2 separate regions of the Gossypium hirsutum genome follow, and region 1 is linked to region 2. A link is a contact called in public Hi-C data. All regions are on one chromosome and are shown on one strand. The core of a region is the stretch at or near the end of the contact, and the rest is flanking DNA. Distances in the headings are between cores, read along the strand shown.

Region 1 (3,581 bases), core at 967-3,466, 200 kb after region 2:
TTCAGCCATATATTGTGAACTTGCAGACCCACCTTTGATAAACCTTGATTACTTGCCTTCTCCTATTTCACATTCATCCCCTGTTGATGTTGTTACTTCACAAGGTCAAGGTGATACTAATATGTGGAGCCCAAAGTGTGGGAAATTTTCATCCTTCAACTCGCATTTTGACAACCCTTTCAGCATTGGGGAACCTAAGGATTTCAGTGGACCTTACTGCACAATGGTGAAGGTCCAATGGATCCATAGAGATAGTAAGAAGTTACAGGATATTGAACATAAGCTCCAATATTATAGGTGAAATTCTTTATCTATCCCATAGACAATTTTTTATTTCTCATGTCAGTTTTAACGTAAGAATCTAAATCTAATGTTTTATAGGTCACTTGTCTACCAGCTAGAAGATGTTGATGTTAGAAGGATGAAACATGAAGAGAAGCTAGCTTTCTGGATTAATGTGCACAATTCTCTGGTGATGCATGTAATGTTTCATCTTCTTTACATTCAATCCTTTTTTTTTTTTCGTATCTTTTCCCATTAAGTTCCTTGGGCAAATGCGACACATTTCGTTCTTACAGGCGTTTCTGATTTACGGCATTCCAAAAAACAATCTGAAGAGATTGTCCTTATTACTCAAGGTGAGCAAAGCTCTTTCTGGTTAATTTAACCAATGATCATGGGATGGATGTTTGCTATTGCATTCACAAGCCTATGTATGATCCAGGCTGCCTATGATGTTGGGGGGCAGACCATAAACATAGACACAATACAGAGTTCTATTCTAGGATGCCGATTGCCTCGTCCTGGACAGGTACTATTCATTCCCTGAAAATTTTATCCACTTATGGTACTATTCGTTTGTGTTGACACTGATGAAACTGACATCTAACATCTGCTTGCAGTGGCTTCGGTTTTTGTTTCCTTCAAAGACCAAATTTAAGGTCAGAGATCCTCGAAGAGCTTACGCAATCGAATCACCGGAACCTCTTCTGTATTTTGCACTTTCTTCAGGAAGTTATTCGGACCCTGCGGTACACTGTTTGCCCTGAATTAGTTCTTATTATATGGCTGCAGGGTATTTAAAATGTTAGTTCTCAATTTATATCATTTACTTATGATGACACTCTAGGTACGTATATATACACCCAAGGGAGTGTTCCAGGAACTGGAAGTTGCAAAAATAGAGTACATCCAGGCAAATTGGAGTGTGAACAAAGAAGAGAAAATTCTATTACCAAAACTTATGGAGTATTTTGCAAAAGATTCAAATGTTGGCTCAGCTGGTATGTTGCAGATGGTAGAGCAATTCATGCCTGATTCAGTGAGGAAGAATCTTCAGCCGAGTTGCAAGAGGAAAACTGGGAAAAGCATTGAGTGGATCTCCCACAACTTTGCATTTCGATATCTATTTTCAAAAGAATTACTTCACTGATTTTATATCTGAGAAAAGCATTGAGTGTAGAAGGTGGGATTTTGGAATGACAGATGAATCATAACAGCAACTTTCTCAAACCCCCCTTGGCTCCAATCTTCAGTTTGGTTTATGCAATAGAGAATGAGGATCAAATGAGCTGAAGAAACAATCTCCATTCACAAGGTTGTGATTTGGCTGTCATTCCTAATTGTGTTTAAAGTTCTTGTATGCACCTAAATGCTAGAGAATTGATTGTGTATAATATTATATTGCAACTGAAAACATCTTCATAGTTTTTATGATTAGATACAAGTGTTTTCATCTTCTTTTTTTAAAATAGAACAAGAGAAGGGGATGGAGATGATAGGATTCAAACTTAAACTTTAAAAATGTTATCTATTAATCGTATAGATAAATTGGAACTGAACATGGGTTCATAAAGTGTTCTTAACTTTGAACGTTCAGGCTTGTGGACAAGATTCAAATATTTTTCCAGCTAAAGAAAAGGAAATGTGAAACAACAGCTTATGGTCTGAGTTCATTGAAAAACTTCATAATAGTATCAATGACTCTTTATTCATTTCCATGAATGAAAACAAGAATAGGCCAGATTATGTAAAGCCTAATCTAAAAATACACCATTTTATTCGAGAAGAGAAGGAAAAATGAAAAAACGAGTAGGTTTATCATCCACCTCGCAGGTGGCAGCATAGGAACCATAGGTGCCAAAAGCAGAGAGCCCACATAATCTTGTTTTGCAAAGTAGAGGTTAGAGTTGTTTGCTCTTCCAAATTGCTTTTGGGGCTTTGGGTTTATTAGCCCAATTTCTTGGCCTTATGCTGCACCCCCACAACAGAGAAAAAAAAAAAGAAAAAGAAAAATTAAATGAAAGGACCATGGTCTAAGCATGGAAAAGATGAGATTCTTCTCTCCCTCCATTTTCAGACCCCCTTCGGTCTCTTAACAACCAAAGCCCATTTTCCTCTCAGTTTTTTTTCTTTTTCCTTTTATTTGTGATTTAAATTCAACACATTTTAATACTACTAGCAACAGGAAAACAGGGTGAGAAAAAAAAAGGGGGGAGAGTGAGGAAAGGAAAGAAATGGAAGAAGAGGGAGTAGGGTTAGCATTAGCAAGAGCTACAGAGCTGAGATTGAAAATCAGCAACTGCATCACAAAAGCCACCTCCGGAAATCCTGTTTCTCCCTACAAACAAAGCCAAGAAGGAAAACAAACTGATAAAAATGCTAGCTTGAATGGAGACAAACCCCATCAAACTCTCGGTGGAGCTGATGATGAAGAAGAAGCAGAAGAAACTACTGAGGGACTTTTGGATATTCGAGATGCCCTTGAATCACTTGAAGCCCAGCTCCTTGCTTTACAGGTTTGTTAACCTCAAATATCTTAACTTTTCCCTCCCCATTTTGTTAGATATTGGGTTCGTATGTTATAAACCCTAGGCCCTTGAATGACCCTGATTTTATTTCGTTCTTGTAACCCTGTTATAGTCATGTATGCATGTGAATATTTATAAAACTAAAGGAAAAATTGAAAATTACCCGTGGGATCCTACTTTCGACTCCAAATTTTTATGCTATGGAACTTAAGAACAAGTCAAAAATGATTAATGATGATTGTTTGAAATGTTTAGAAATTGTGTAGTCGAAGATACGGGTAGGCTTGTATTGCATTTTTTGGGTCAGAGATTAATCTTGGTTTTATCTCTTCTACCTATTTATAGATTAGTGCCAATTGGTCTGGTCTTTTGCCTACTGACTGCACCTACACTCTTTGTGGGTTTTTTTTTTTTTTTGGTAGAACCAAGGTATCATTCATGTCGGTTCTATTTTATGGTCTATAGAGACTAATTTATCTTTTCTGGTTTTGTGAGTTTTTTTAGATAGCCTTGTTATAGTAAAACCCTAAAACTAAACTTGCTGACTTGGAAATGTTACTTTCTGTATCTATTGAATTAAATCATTTACACCATGTTCCCAATCATTCTAATTTTCCAAAATTAGCACTTTCCATTTTCACAACATATGGTTACATGATTGAGGTCATTCTTTCACTGTTCTTCTGGCGTAGGAGCAAAGTAACTTATTTCTATATGAATTTACTTGTGGAAGAATTGAACTTCCAACAATTCAAAGCCCTAGTTGTTAGT
Region 2 (3,433 bases), core at 31-2,530:
GAAATTTCTACATTTCTTCTTGACCAACCAAATAAATATTGTTTTCAAGAGAGCTCAACTATCCTTGTCCGCTTCTTTGATCGACTTTTTCCTGTTGCTTCACAGACAGCATCCTCGTTGACTGTGTTGGATTTTTCATTTTCCGTTGGACAAGATGTTTCCTCATCATCATTACCATCATCATAGCTTTCCTCATCACTGCTATCATCTGATTCCGTTTCGCTACTACTACTGTTGCCAGCTACCATAATTGGTGGCTGATTGCTAGCAATTGCAGATTCAGCAGCAGCCAGAGCTTGAGGTGTGTGAAGATCAGCTACACCTAACATCAAATCCTGTATTACAAAATGCAACCAAAACATATTAACAAACTCATATACTATTCGATGAGCACAATTCAAGAGGTTCAATTTTAATGTTACCATTTCAATGACTTCAGAATCATTCCCATTGAGTACTTCAATATCATATGCTTGAGAATTACTCTACATTATGATAAACAAGAATATAGGTTAGAAATTAAAAAGTGTGTTTACTGATGACAAATTTGACAAAAAAAAAAAAAAACCTTTGCATCAAGCTCCAGCCTTTTATTAGCTTCTGCCATGACTCCCAAGAAATCTTTCACTTTCCCCAAAACTGCAATACTCAAAAGAAGATTTCAGCACAAAACAGAAGCTTCCACATTCTAATGCCCATGAAACACGTAATCATCTCTAAACAAGCTGGACCTCTCATAATTCTGCCTACAAGTCAAAGTTTTTTTTTAACAGTCCTCAAGTCTGAAACAATGATCATTATTCCATTCCCAAATCACATGCTATCAGTTTCAGATTCTTTAAAAGCTGTATATATGTTTAGCATAAATAATGGTACAAAATAACTACTTCAAAAAAGAAAGATGGAAGAAAGCTTACCTTGGCTTTTAGGAAAAGGAGTGAAGGGGGGTTTCTTGGAAGGATCAGGTTCATGAGTTTGAGGCTCCGAGTCCTTTTTCTTACAAACAAGTAGAGCGCATTCTGTTGAACATGTAAAACCGTCAAACACACACACACACAGATAATGAAATTTCAATGGATAGAAAACAAAGTTAGCATAAAATTAGATAGGAGCTTAGTTACCTAAGGGTGAAGAAGAGGATTTATTGTGTTCAAACCGTAGAAGATCTTTGCTTGAGCTTCCCATCTGTATATTTAGTTGAGAAACAAGCGGTTCCTTGTTCAGTCGGCAGCCTATAGGGTTTATGTAAACTAGAGTTTGAGCTTTTGTTACTTTTTGTTCTGTTTTAACATGATTTGGGAAGTATTATGGGCTTTATCCACTTTTATTAAATGGACCAGCCCTTGTTTTTAATATTGAAAGCCTTTTTCAGGTTGGGCTTAAACTCATGTAGTGTGAGGCTCCTTTTACTCGGTTTTAATAACTTTAATTTCTATTTTAGTCATTAATATATGAATTTTTTTCAATTTGATCACAAAACTATCCAAATTTGTTTTTACTGTTCAGTTTGAAACAACTAAATGATGTTATAAACTAAACAAATGGCCACTCAATTATGAGAATGTTTATCCAACTATAATTTTTTTTTGATTTAGTCATCATGCGGCTAAGTTAATAAATAAAGTTTGATGTGATATTTTTTATTGGTCTAATAATAATTTTAGCTCTTCAATATTTATATTTTCTATCAATTTAGTCTTAATTCTAAAAATCAATAAATTTAGTCTTCAATATTTACCAAATTTATCAATTTAATCCTAATTATTGCCTTTTTTTTCTCTCTCTCTACCTATTCTTTTATTCTCTTAGCCAATGTTATTCAATGCAAGAAATTTTAAAAGTTTCAAATCTCCTATACCAAAAAGATCATAAGTGGTCGATAATTTTTTTTTAACACTTTAGACTAAACGATGCTTATCCAACACTAAAAAATTCAAAGATTTTTAATTTTCGACAGTAAAAGATCATAAATTGTTGGAAAGTTCTTTTTTATATATTTTTTTATGTTAAAATAGTGATTCTCTAATGCTCAAAAACTATGGTGGTCTGTTCACACCATTCTAATGCTAAATCGAAACAACCATCACCTTTTTTTGTGCCAATAAAAATTCTAGTCCGTACTAGTTGCACTAACTTCTTTCGATCAAGTCTGATCGCACTAGCCAAAACATGGTCCACCAGCCGATGCATAAATAATATAAAAATTATTTTTTTAATTTTTTATTATTATGTTAAAGATTTAATTGGGATGTGACAGATCAAAAAGGACTTTACCAATATGTAAAAGTTTAAAAAAGTTTTTATGGACATACTTTCATATTTAAAATATAATAATAATAAACTCACTCACCTGATATAAAAAAAAAAATCTCCACTCGCCATTCAAATTCTTTCATAAATGGAGAGAAGTTAAATCCCTAAAAATTGATGATGGGTTTTTATTATTAATTTTGGATTTATATAAATGATATAATTTTATTTTTTGAGTTGTGAGTCATTTATATAATTGATGAATATTTTATATTTAAAATTTATTTAGTATCATCCATTTGATATTTGTAAATATATTTATATACATATATTAAATATTTTTTTTAAAAATATTGATAAATTCGAAATGATACACCAAAACAAACTAGTACCATACATATCAATTCCAATTGAAAATCAGTGTGTCCGCTAATGAGGTACTGACTACCTTATCAAAAAGCCAAATATTACTATTATAAAAAATCATTAAAAAAACTTGTAAGAAATTATTATCAAATACTAGTAATGTATAGGACTAAGTTTATTTATTTCTTTAGAGTTCATATTAAACTAATACAACATATAAGTATTGAATGGCAAAATTTGTTATTAGGTCAATAAAAAAAATCACGTCAAACTTCTATTATCAACTTAACAGAATGGTAACTAAAAAAATCTAATTTCGAAAGCTTTAGTGACATCGAAAAAATTTTATAGTTGAGTAACCAAAACAAAAACATTTTCATAGTTAGGTGATCATTCATGTAATAATCACATCGTCCAACCATTTCAGACTTAATGACATAATGACTAAAAAACCGAATTCGGATAATTTAGTGATCAAATTGAAAATTTTCATAATTCGGTTACAAAAATAGAAACACAAGAAAAATTCAGTGACTAATTAAGTAGTTTACCTAGTAAAATATCATGGTGTTGATATGCCTGCGAAGGGCGAAAAAGCCCAAGAATTTGCATTTTATCCGTTGCTGAATGCATAAGAAAAGGCCGAATGTTGAATTAAGATAATTGTTCATCGACATTTTACCATTTAAATGATTTGTTGCATTTACTGCAGGGAATCTGGCTAGAAACTTGACCAATATATTGAACATTGTCATCCCAGTGGAGACAGCTAATGCATAAAAAGTTCCAATACCTTACTTTCATCTACTGATAAAGA

What was found. A called contact is a pair of places that touch in the nucleus more often than the background predicts.
Region 1: a Hi-C map of leaf shows a contact between it and region 2, with 3 times the contacts expected there. The contact joins the promoter of LOC107925454 here to the promoter of LOC107925352 in region 2. A contact is called at or near these places in 11 of 34 Hi-C or Micro-C datasets (callus, leaf and petal).

Annotation. Positions count from the first base shown.
Region 1 is chrA01:110,618,013-110,621,593 of Gossypium_hirsutum_v2.1, forward strand. LOC107925454 (plastid division protein PDV2) reads left to right here and starts at 2,217. Exons shown (of 2, transcript XM_016856142.2): 1 at 2,217-2,798. The coding sequence starts at 2,517. It overlaps LOC107925378, which reads left to right. Exons shown (of 12, transcript XM_041113244.1): 7 at 1-297; 8 at 382-481; 9 at 579-638; 10 at 725-811; 11 at 903-1,031; 12 at 1,130-1,719. The coding sequence ends at 1,432.
Region 2 is chrA01:110,423,413-110,426,845 of Gossypium_hirsutum_v2.1, forward strand. LOC107925352 reads right to left here and starts at 1,281. Exons shown (of 5, transcript XM_016856014.2): 1 at 1,122-1,281; 2 at 918-1,019; 3 at 569-639; 4 at 423-485; 5 at 1-335. The coding sequence starts at 1,185. The coding sequence ends at 45. LOC107925408 (probable xyloglucan endotransglucosylase/hydrolase protein 10) reads right to left here. Exons shown (of 4, transcript XM_016856068.2): 4 at 3,335-3,433.